3 separate regions of the Mus musculus genome follow, and regions 1 and 3 are each linked to region 2. A link is a contact called in public Hi-C data. All regions are on one chromosome and are shown on one strand. Each heading gives the region's core, a stretch centred on a gene start, on an enhancer-like site or on the middle of the called end of the contact. The rest is flanking DNA. Distances are from core to core; before and after follow the strand shown.

Region 1 (3,433 bases), core at 331-2,830, 770 kb before region 2:
CTGTACCAATCATGTGCGGACAGGCCAGGTGGCAGATTATTTAGCATCTCAGTCTTTCACCTCTAGAGACCAGGGCTTAAATGTGGCTTAAAAGAAATACCCCAGAGTAATGTGTGTGCATTTTGAGGCCTTAAAATTGGGCTTAAGCAGCAATCACTTGCAGCTGCAGAGATGTTCTTTCAAAAGACATCAGAAATGTCACAGGACAAGACCCAGGGATTTCAATAAAGACATAAAGGCCACCCAGACAACCCAACTGGGACAAAGCTTATCAAAATAATGAACCTACAGGTCTGGAACTCTACTGGTCAATGAAAGGAGCCAAATGGGCTTTAAAAAAAAAAAAAAAAAAAAAAAAAAAAAAGGAAAGGAAAGGAAAGAAGGAAGAAAAATGGGTAGTTTCAAATAGATAAGCTTTAGCAGTAACAGCATCCCTAAAGACATGCAAATGAGATTGCCAAAAAGGAGGGGGGCACTAAAAACAAAAAACAAATAGTGTAGCTTACTAGTGCCCCCTAGTGTAACTTCTGTTCTACTTTATGCAGAATTTGATTCTTTAAATATATTTTAAAGAGAGTAAATAGGGTTTAAAAAAAATAATTGCAAGAGTTACAAAAACCCATGAAAAAGAAATGCAAGATTTATATTTTTAAGTCAGATATTAACATCCTAAATAGCTCAGCAGCATCAAAGCTAATAATGTGATTATGTGTATTAGGATCTAATAGTCTGACATCAGAGATAAATTAAAGAAGGACTGACAGACAGAAAAATGACAGCCTCTTTTCCTCCCATGCTTCAGCACAACAGCTCTCTCCCTGAAAAATGTTTTGCTTCACAGTCCCTCTGTTTTGCATCCTAATTTTATCCTGTGCCAACAAAACAGATTGTTTGCTAATTGATATCATAAAGCAAGACAGCCCAGTGAAGGATGATAATTCCTATTCCAGCCAGCGGCAGCTGATGGGGAGCTTGATAGAAATGCTGTCATTTTCAACAGACTGCCTACAATAGACTTTCCACTGTAAATATAGAGATTTGACAGAAGCCTCATCCACCCACCTTTAGTTTTGGAAATGAAATAATTCTCCTACAATATTCTTGTCACCCACTTTAGTTTTGCTACTTGAATTTTTTTTTCTCCTAAAATATGAATACCATTTGGTCTTTGTCAATTGGTAGACAATTGTTTTTTTTGTTGTTTTTTGTTTGGTTGTTGTTGTTGTTGTTGTTCAAAGTCATATGCAAGCTTATGAAGAGCCAATAAACTCGTCTGACTCTAGAAGGGAATAAAGTAACTGGAGTATGACCTATTATCCCATTAAACATTTGTAAAACATCAGGAACTTATAAAACTTGTAAATTTACTTCACATATTCCTAAATTCCACTGCCACTCTGAAAAGTAAAAATCATTTTCACGGTGCTCTTCCTCTTTCCTAGCAAAATCCTTTGTTCTTAGTAGGTTCAGCTTGTCAACCTAGAGAAGCATAGCAAACAAAGTATTCTGTGTATGCAGGACCTAATGTCATCAAGCATTAACAAATGTCTAGTGAGTCCCTACCGAATTCAGCTGGAGAACAATGCCTGTGTGATGCAAATAATTCAGTTGCAAGTGAGAAAACAAAGGCGCTGAGAGGTGGAGAAGGCAGGGTAATGATGGGATTTTAATAATTCCAGTTTAGCTCTCAAGAGGAGATGCATATAAAGAGGCAATGTACACAAGTCATAATTTGTAGCCATCTGCTTTGCTGGTTCAAAAGAGAATTCATTTTGGCTTTTAAAAAAAAAGTCATTTTTTTCACCTATTTGTACCCCATTACATAGTTTCTCCTTGGCTCTTCATTTTAATTTTTTGCCAAGCTGGAAAAAAAATAAAGAGTAATAGTTGATTCTGAAATGTTAAATCATCAAATAGGCATGTTTCTCTCAAATACTGAATCTACATGTAAGCATGTGTGTATGTGTGTCTTTGTGTGCATACAATGTGCATCTGCCTGTGTGTGTGTGTGTGTGTGTGTGTGTGTGTGTGTGTGTGTGTGTGTGTATTGACCATAGAAAAGAAACCTTAAGGAGAGAAAAAGAAATCTGAAATAGTGGAGGGAATAAAAATGACTTGGAAGCAGCAGGGGAGACTCTGGGTGGAGGAAGGATGGTGGCCTACTTTACTTGCTCTTACTGTGATGAACATCATGATCAAAAATCAACTTGTGGAGCAAAGGATTTATTTGCTTACAGAGGCTATAGTCCATCATCAAAGGGAGCTAAGGTAAGAGCCTGAAGCACAAAGGGAAGGAGGAATGATGCTCGCTACCTTGCTAACTATGGCTTGCTCAGCTAGCTTTCTCATAGAGTTTATGCCCATTTGACAAGAAATGGTACCACCCACATTGGGCTGTCCCTTTCCTAAACAATCATCAACCAAGAATATTCCCACAGGCCAAACTTATGAATGCAATCAGTTCTTCAATTAAGTTTCTCTCTTTCCAGGTATGTCAAATCGCAATGGGGATTAGCCATCAAAGAAAAACACCAGCAAGATGTGGCCTGGGAAATGGAGGTCAATGGGAGAAGCAAATGACCGAAAACATTTAAAACATTTATGTGTATAAAATGCCCGTTGCTTTATATGCTAACGTAAAAAGTAATTTAGAAAACAGCCAAGGTAGAAGAAAATTAAGGAGATTAGAACAACCCTCCCAACCTCTTTTATCATTTAGCAGTAAAGGAAACTGACACCCAGAAATGTGGACTCATGTGTTGACAATGACATCACAAGTTAGTAGCAAAGGGTGAAATAAAGAAAATGTCTACTGTACTATGGGTTTGAAACATAGCTATGCTTTTGGTACAAAACAAAATCTTTTTAAAGGGCCTTTTAAAAAATGTTCAATATTCTACCATTTGAAGCTTAAGTCTCAACAATTTAGTTCTTAAAATGGGCAATGGAGTAGGGCTGAGCCAGGGGAATAAACTGCAGAATGGACTGGAATCCCATCAGAGTTGAAAGCAAATTGTTTTGCAGTCTAAAGTTAATCCTGAAGTAGTATTTGATGGACTTTTAATTAAGCAACAAACATCTATACAATTGTGAGACTGTCAATTTCTATTCTCAACACTCTAATTTGAAAACCATTAATTGATACAATCAAGGGACTTTGTTAAATTATGAATAACCACACATCTCCACTATCTCTTTACTATCAAGTTCTCTATATTTTCCTATAAATTTATAGAAAAACTTTTACATTGTCAGGTATTGGTTATCATTAATAAATGCAGTTTAATATACATCGAAGTAACTTTATTATTTAGTTAAAGTTTTGTCTAAAGACTATTCCTATTTCACGTCTGCCTGTATGTCAAGGCTCAGTGCTCATATATTTCAAGTAGGAAATGGATATTTCAGTAATAAGGCATATGTAAAAATGGCA
Region 2 (3,577 bases), core at 217-2,716:
TTCCTGAAAACACCAGAAGCCAGCATGGAACTTTAGACCCAGCTCCTTCACACCACACCTCAGACCCTGCCTCCCAAACAGAAGAGTGGTTCTCCCAGGATTATACACACTGTCCTGTTTCTCCTCTTAATCTCTGACCTTCAAATAGGAACACAATTAGTTTTAAGATATTGCAAGAGAAATATAAGAATCCCCAAAGTACATCAGCATGATGCACCCTGGTGGAAGAGCAAAGATTCACTGTGGTCAGTCATGCCCGAACAAGAATCTTACCAAAGCAAAATAGTATAACGTGTTTCCATTCTGCTGACCTTGGGTATCTGGAGGTGCTAGCTGTGGCTGACTGCAAACCTGAGACATATGACTATATTTTTAACGGTTTTCATATTTGGGAGTAAAGCAAAAGAAGTGTTTTGTGCCTTCAAAGAGACAAATTTCAGTTACTGGCCACAATAACATCTCAGGAGCACTGAAGACCAAATACAGAGAGCCACAGAAAGCAGAGCCCAGATGGTATTTACTGGGCACTTTCTATCAGGTGGACAAGCTCAGAACTGATGTTTGTTTTTTTAGTTTGTTTGTTTATTTATTTATTTATTTATTTATTTATTTATTTATTTTTGTAACTCTTGTAACAGCATCTGGAGGCTGCTACTGTCAGTTCCTGGGTTTAGGCACTGAGACCCTGAAGCATTAAAGGAGTTAACTTGCTGGGAAATGGCACTTAGAATTTTGGATCAAGATCTTTTATCCTACAAGCTGTTTCCTTACAAACTACATGGCTGTGGTGAGCTTCCTGTCTGCACAGAGGCTTCAGAATAAGCCGTTCCCAAGATGACCATAGAACTGCATTTCTTTATTATACTTTAGTCCCAACCATATTAATGGGGTTGATATACACAAACTGCAGGTACCTCAAACGTGGCATGATTGAAAAATCTAGTCTTCATGTTGTAACACCCATTTTATAATTCTCTAGAAAAACTGTGTTAAGACATGCTGTACCACAATTGTCAATGCTATAAAAAAAAATATTAAATCAATAAGTCTCCACTCAGCCAAGCAAGATTAGGACCTTGATGTCCTAACTCAATAGTTCATCTTAGCTAAAGATGCGCAAGGGAAAATGTGCAAGGGTAGAGAGGACCTTCATTGCCTCTTCTTTAGGACTGCTTTTCCTGGAATGCAATGCAATGCAAAGCAATGACATCATGTCCCATTCTAATTTAATTTTCTATTCCTTCATAATTAATTAAAAGATATGAGATTGAATTATTTGGCCCAAAAGACAGAGCTACTGATCATGTTTAGTGTCATACCCATCCTCTGTTTAGTAAAATATCTCCTGTCCCTTCGTCCTTCACAAACCGGAGAGCCCTGCGTGATGCAGAACCACAGAGGCTCCTCTGCGGACTCTGACCTTATTCACAGTCTTCCCCAGAGCTGCTGCAGTCCATCCCACCCACATAGAGCAACATTTCTAATAGCCTCATCCGGATTTGGAAAATATCAGTCTAAATTTGCCAGGCGACAGCCCATAGTCATTTTCAACTATGGAGAAACATCAATGAACCAAGAAAAGTCATTTTGTATGGATGCCAAGTGTCACAGAGTACCAGATGGGTTGCTGGAATGTTAGGAAAGAAGTGAAAATGGGTGACACACTACCCAGATTCAAAACTCCAGTAAAGGAATCTGTCCTGTAAGATTGTTTTTATTATTATTATAAATTCCTCAGCGACAAGAAATATTCCTCTCCTCTGATGCTAAAATACCTCGGTTTAGGAACAACAGTAATTAACAAGCAAATCACCTGTTGGGGCGTAATTAAGCATAAAGAACAAGGCAGTATGGTAGTCAAGTTCATCCTGGCTATTTGGGATTAGATAATCGCTAGCATTGGTGTGGTGTACGGTTTTATATTTGACTTTCATTTACAAGGCATCTCAGAGATGATGGGGAGGGGCTCGTGTGTCAGAGAAATTCGTATTTTAATAGATGATCATGATACTATTTAAGGCTAATTTTCTAAGCCTCAGATTTAATCTTAGCGTTTTTAAGAAAATTATAATGACCGATGAAATCTCAAGACCATAAAGTCCTCTGCAGTTCTGTGTATAGGACATTGTCTTACAGCGACACCTAGTGGTTGCTTTCACTCAGGCTCCGAAAGAAACTGCTTTACAAATGCTTTCTCCTAAGAAAACTGAAATAAGAAGTCACTATTTAGGATATTGTTTGTTTTCGGCTTTTTTTTGTGCCTGATTAATATTTAAATTTCCATCTGATGCAATTTCCATCCGAAACATTCATAGGAAGCTGATGATTCTCTTACAGGTGAAAGAGAACTGACTTCGTTACCATTACCAAAGAAAAGCGTGGCTACTTTACAAGAAAAATATATATATTATACAGTCAACATGGCTCAAGAAAAGCCATCTGTAGAGGGAGACCAAATATCCCTATTTAATAATTCATGTCGCTGCTACATAAGAATTGAATGGGATATTTTTCAACCAAAAGGAATCATGAGATTGATTTGAGTGGTTGTTATTATAGGAGAGAGTTTAAAAAACAAAAAACAAAACAAAACAGCATTGTTTTCTGTCCCCACAGCGGAGTCCAGAAACAAGCCTGGAGAGTCTGAGGCACTGAGACTCTGTCCATGAGTTTGACATTCCCTCATGTCAGGCATTCCGTCGAGATCCCTTCACTTCTCCCAGTAATGCAATCGCAAGTGGGGAAATTCTACTCTGATCATTTACAGTGTCTGCAGAGGTCTGCAAGATCACAATCTTCAAATTGATTCGAGAAATGTTGACATTTATACTATTCCCCGCTCCTGTTATAATCATTGTCACCAGCATGAATTTGTGAGGATCTTATTTTATGTTCTTGTCAAAATCTCTGTCGCAAGAATGAGACTGGGGAAGTTTAATGCTTTATGTGATAGCTGAGAGATGATAATAACCCCAGCTTCCCTGACCTCCTCCATGTTTCAAAATTTAGAGGCTGGTTAGATCTCTTCATGTCTTTTGCAGGCTCAGCAGCCCAAGGCAGCCAGACCATCAGCCAATCACAGTGTAGAGAATAAAATGCTATTGATCACGCTCCCCATCCACAGACCAGCCTGCCATCCTGAAGGCCCCACAGGTAGGGGTTCTGGGCACACACTTAAGGCTTTCCCATTGACATTTTGAATACAGTGGAAAACAAACAGCCAAAGCAAAACAACCTTTGCGGGGGAACATTAAAAGTTTTTAATATCTGATGCTAAAATCAGATTTTTTTTCCACTCTGCACAAGTCAAATAGCTTGGGTTTTTTGTTTGCTTTTTTGCTGTTGTTGCTGTTTGTTGTTTGGTTGGTTTGTTGTTGTTTTTGTTTGGTTGGTTTTTTTATATTTATTTATTTATTATATGTAAGTACACTGTAGCTGTCTTCAGACACTCCAGAAGAGGGCATCAAATTTCTTTATGGATGGTTGTGAGCCACCATATGGTTGCTGGGATTTGAACTCGGGACCTTCAGAAGAGCAGTCAGCACTCTTAACCACTGAGCCATCTCGCCAGCCCGGT
Region 3 (3,479 bases), core at 480-2,979, 640 kb before region 2:
AGTAAATCATAAAGTTGTTTCAAATAAGAAAGTCACAACATCAGTTTAGGAATGTTTAAAGAAGTGGGAATTGATTGGCAAAGTTATTGGAATTATTGTTATTCAATGTGAAGGCTGAAAGCAAAGATAGGAGGCATTTATCATTGCAGGATTTGGCATGTGAATATCACATGAACAGGATAAATCTGGGGTAGACATTGCAAATTAGAGGACAATACCATGAAAATACTTGACTAGATAGCCTGGTGTGTGGTTGAGGGCAGCAGAGTTGAAGGGGGTTGTGTGTTACCTGGAGGGAAACAGGTGTTCAAAATAACGTTGGAAAGGGGTAAAATTGCTAAAGACACTACCAAGCTTCTGTGTCTGCTAGTATATACTTTTCTTACACAGGGGCTGTATTTTGGTTGGTAGTTGCTCTTCAGTTCACTATTGAGTTTGTGCTTACAGGCAGCCAGAGAATGAAGAGGAGAAAGCAATTTCCCTTAACAAAATCAACCTTCCTTTCTGTCTATCCCACTGCCAAATTCTGCATGGTAGTTTAGAGGCACAACCCCATTCTTAATAAATTGAGTTGCTCCGAGTTTGTGTCTTTCCTAGAGAATTGTGGTTGGAGATGTTCTGGCAGAAGAGCAAATCAAGATATTCTCTGGTTTCCTATAGTCACACTATAACTTGCTCTAAAGTTTTTCTTTTTACAGCACAAAAATATATATAAGAGCAATCATTTGTTAATTAATTGCCGTCTTAGTTAGGGTTTCCATTACCATGAAGAGACACCATGAACAAGGCAATTCTTATAAAGGACAACCTTTAATTGGGGCTGGCTTATAGGTGCTGAGGCTCAATCCATTATTATCATGGGTAGAAGCATGACAGAATAGCCATGGTGCTGGAGGAGCAGAGAGTTCTACTTCTTATTTCATAGGAAAAAAAGGAAAAGAATGTCTTGCAAGCAACTAGGAGGAGTTTCTCCAAGCCCACCACCACAGCGACACACTCCCTCCAACAAGGCCACACCTCCCAACAGTTCCACTTCCTGTGGGCATATTCAAACTACAAGTGCATTTTAAAGAATCAAAGATAACTGAAAAACAGAACAAAACAAAACTGAAGACCCAAGTAAAAATGGAAATAGAAAACAAGGTATTCTCTTGAATTCAAATTGAATTTATTCACTTTACTTTTTAATTCTTTTGTTTTTTTTTTTTTTTTTTTTGATTTGGGTTTTATTTCTTTGTTTATGTCTGTTACAGCCTTAAGGATACATCTGAGAAAGAACTTATATTTCTACACATTTTCTGAGGAAGTCAGTATGAAATATAACAAATATGTACATTGTCCTTAGCCAAGAAAAGCTTCTAAGTGAGGCTGATGCACAAAAAAATAAAACCAGACAAAAATCCGGAATGTTTCACTCACTATGAGCTTGGTTATCTACATTTAATTATGAATAGGGCCAATCATGATAAATCTAATTTATTGGAAAATTACTAACCTTAGTTCTCCTAAATTTAGCAGGTCATGGCTGTGTATTGTATAATTAGGTAGAGAGCTATTATTCATCTTAGCAGCTGTTTTCCTCCTTACACATAATATTTGAGAATCCAGGCACATAGGTGGAGATGAGGATCCTAACTTTCAGAATTCTGGTCACACAGGGGAAGCCCCAGCAATACCTTTGTGTTCTCAGCCCCCTAGTGGGAAACTGAAAAGTGCTTTACTTATGCAAGCTGCTCACGCAAGGCTGTATCCAGGCCATGAAGATTAGATTATTGTAACTCCCTGTTGGCTGACTTGCTCCATAAGGCCTTACATAAACTCCAGCTGCTGAAGGACAAAGCTGCCAAGTTCCTCTGAAAAGGGCAAAATTAATCAAAATATATTTCTCCCTATCTGAAATCCCTATGTTAGCTATTGGTTAAAAACTAAAGTAGTGCCCAGATTTTTAAATTCCTCCTTTAATTCAGAGGGTAAAAGCTGGCCCAGCTCCAATATCCCTTTTACAACCTCTTGGCAATTTATGTTTCCTGGCCAGCTCTTGAACTCTGCTGAAGCAAATCTGTTTCATGCCCCAAGACTGTTGCAGGATTTTATGAAACAAAGGCAGTTAGTTCTATAATCTTTACAAGGTAGAACCCTGCTTTGATTACAAAGCAGTAGACTTGAAATATATTAAAAAAAACTTCTTGGCAACTATTCCTTAGGATGACATAAGGCAATTTTATTTTCAGTAGTCCAAAGGCACTTACACATGGTTTTAATATTTGGAAAGCCTTGAAATGTTCCGGGCAAAAGTCCCTTTAAGAAGATATCAGTTGGTTGGCAGAGATGTGTGTATACAAAGGCACATGCTTCCAAATTTTTATGTTGTCATGTTCTAAGTGGATGAAGAAATGTAAGGATAGAATATGTATGTGCCCTTAAGTAACTAAACCATTCATCTTGTACAGACTGAAAGCAAAACATAAAGCTGAAAACAACATAAAAGCTTTAGTCAAATGTGTGTTGATTAATCAGTGCTGAGAATGTAGGCTAAACATTAGGAAAACAACTCAGTGAAAAATTTGGTTTATACTGAGAGTTCCACTAATGTCCAAAGAATCTTCTGAAAGTGGAGGTATGCAGCGACTCTTCAGTGAACAAGTTCTTCCTCAATAGAACTCTAGAAGGATGCTATGAAGCCACAATATTTGACAAATTTTTCAAACGAATAAAATTTTCCAACAGTCTTTCATACCATCATATTACAATATCTATAGATCCATGGTGCTATTTTCTGAGCTGATGTAGCAAAAATAAATAAAAGATAAGTATGTGTACATCAGTTTGTGGTCAAAGATAAGGATGTAATATCTGAGAAGTACAGTACATTCTAGTACTTCAGTAGCCCAAAGGTACTTACACATGGTTTTAATATTTGGAAAGCCTTGAAATGTTCCAGGCAAAAGTCCCTTTAAGAAGATATCAGTTGGTTTAACTTACAACAAAATGATTTACAACAAAAGCTGATATTATTCTGGCATGTTATTCTCCCTTTACTTGACTAAATAGTATAAATAGGATATACTATGAGAAAAATCAGAATAGGTAAACATTTTCTATGATACACAAAAATTATTGCACTTTTAAATATTTAATAACATTCAAATTGTAGAACATTATCTCAATAAGATTAAGTATTATGGTTCAGATAGGAAATGGCATAACATACTGATGTTATCAGGTTTTGAACCTTGTTGTCTATGTTATGGGCTATTTTGGAAGACAAAGTACCCTTTAGAAGGTGGGGACTATCTGAAGTTAGTAAGCCACTTAGAAATATGTAAGTAAGAACCTTAGGAATAAGACCTCTTTCTGTCACTGTTGCAATGTGACCAGCCCCTTCACACTCTGAAGACACAGATTGTTTTTCCTGCAGCCATGCTGTCACCTCTGTGTTGGGCTGTTGGCCTCTGAAACCATGAGCCAAAATAAATCTT

The links. Hi-C and Micro-C count contacts between places; a contact is called where the count stands out from the background.
Region 1: a contact with region 2 is called in a Hi-C map of cerebellum, with 3 times the contacts expected there. The contact joins two enhancer-like sites. A contact is called at or near these places in 3 of 39 promoter capture datasets (cranial neural crest, maxillary cranial neural crest and neural stem cells), 6 of 484 Hi-C or Micro-C datasets (cerebellar granule neurons, cerebellum, cerebral cortex and 1 more), 1 of 115 datasets of contacts at active chromatin or transcription factors (astrocytes) and 1 of 9 other capture datasets (embryonic stem cells).
Region 3: a Hi-C map of cerebellum shows a contact between it and region 2, with 1.9 times the contacts expected there. The contact joins two enhancer-like sites. A contact is called at or near these places in 2 of 484 Hi-C or Micro-C datasets (cerebellar granule neurons and cerebellum) and 1 of 9 other capture datasets (embryonic stem cells).

The regions. Positions count from the first base shown.
Region 1 is chr10:46,824,343-46,827,775 of GRCm38.p6, reverse strand. No RefSeq gene overlaps it. Among named protein-coding and RNA genes, the nearest start is that of Gm25650, 12 kb to the left of the region's middle. Within about 2 kb of position 1,580, at least 25 of the 459 cell types and tissues checked have an H3K27ac peak or open chromatin away from gene starts, as enhancers often do. A contact at or near this core is called in cerebellum, where this site is marked.
Region 2 is chr10:46,056,125-46,059,701 of GRCm38.p6, reverse strand. No RefSeq gene overlaps it. Among named protein-coding and RNA genes, the nearest start is that of Gm35430, 170 kb to the left of the region's middle. Within about 2 kb of position 1,466, at least 8 of the 459 cell types and tissues checked have an H3K27ac peak or open chromatin away from gene starts, as enhancers often do. A contact at or near this core is called in cerebellum, where this site is marked.
Region 3 is chr10:46,696,406-46,699,884 of GRCm38.p6, reverse strand. No RefSeq gene overlaps it. Among named protein-coding and RNA genes, the nearest start is that of Gm23481, 40 kb to the right of the region's middle. Within about 2 kb of position 1,729, at least 23 of the 459 cell types and tissues checked have an H3K27ac peak or open chromatin away from gene starts, as enhancers often do. A contact at or near this core is called in cerebellum, where this site is marked.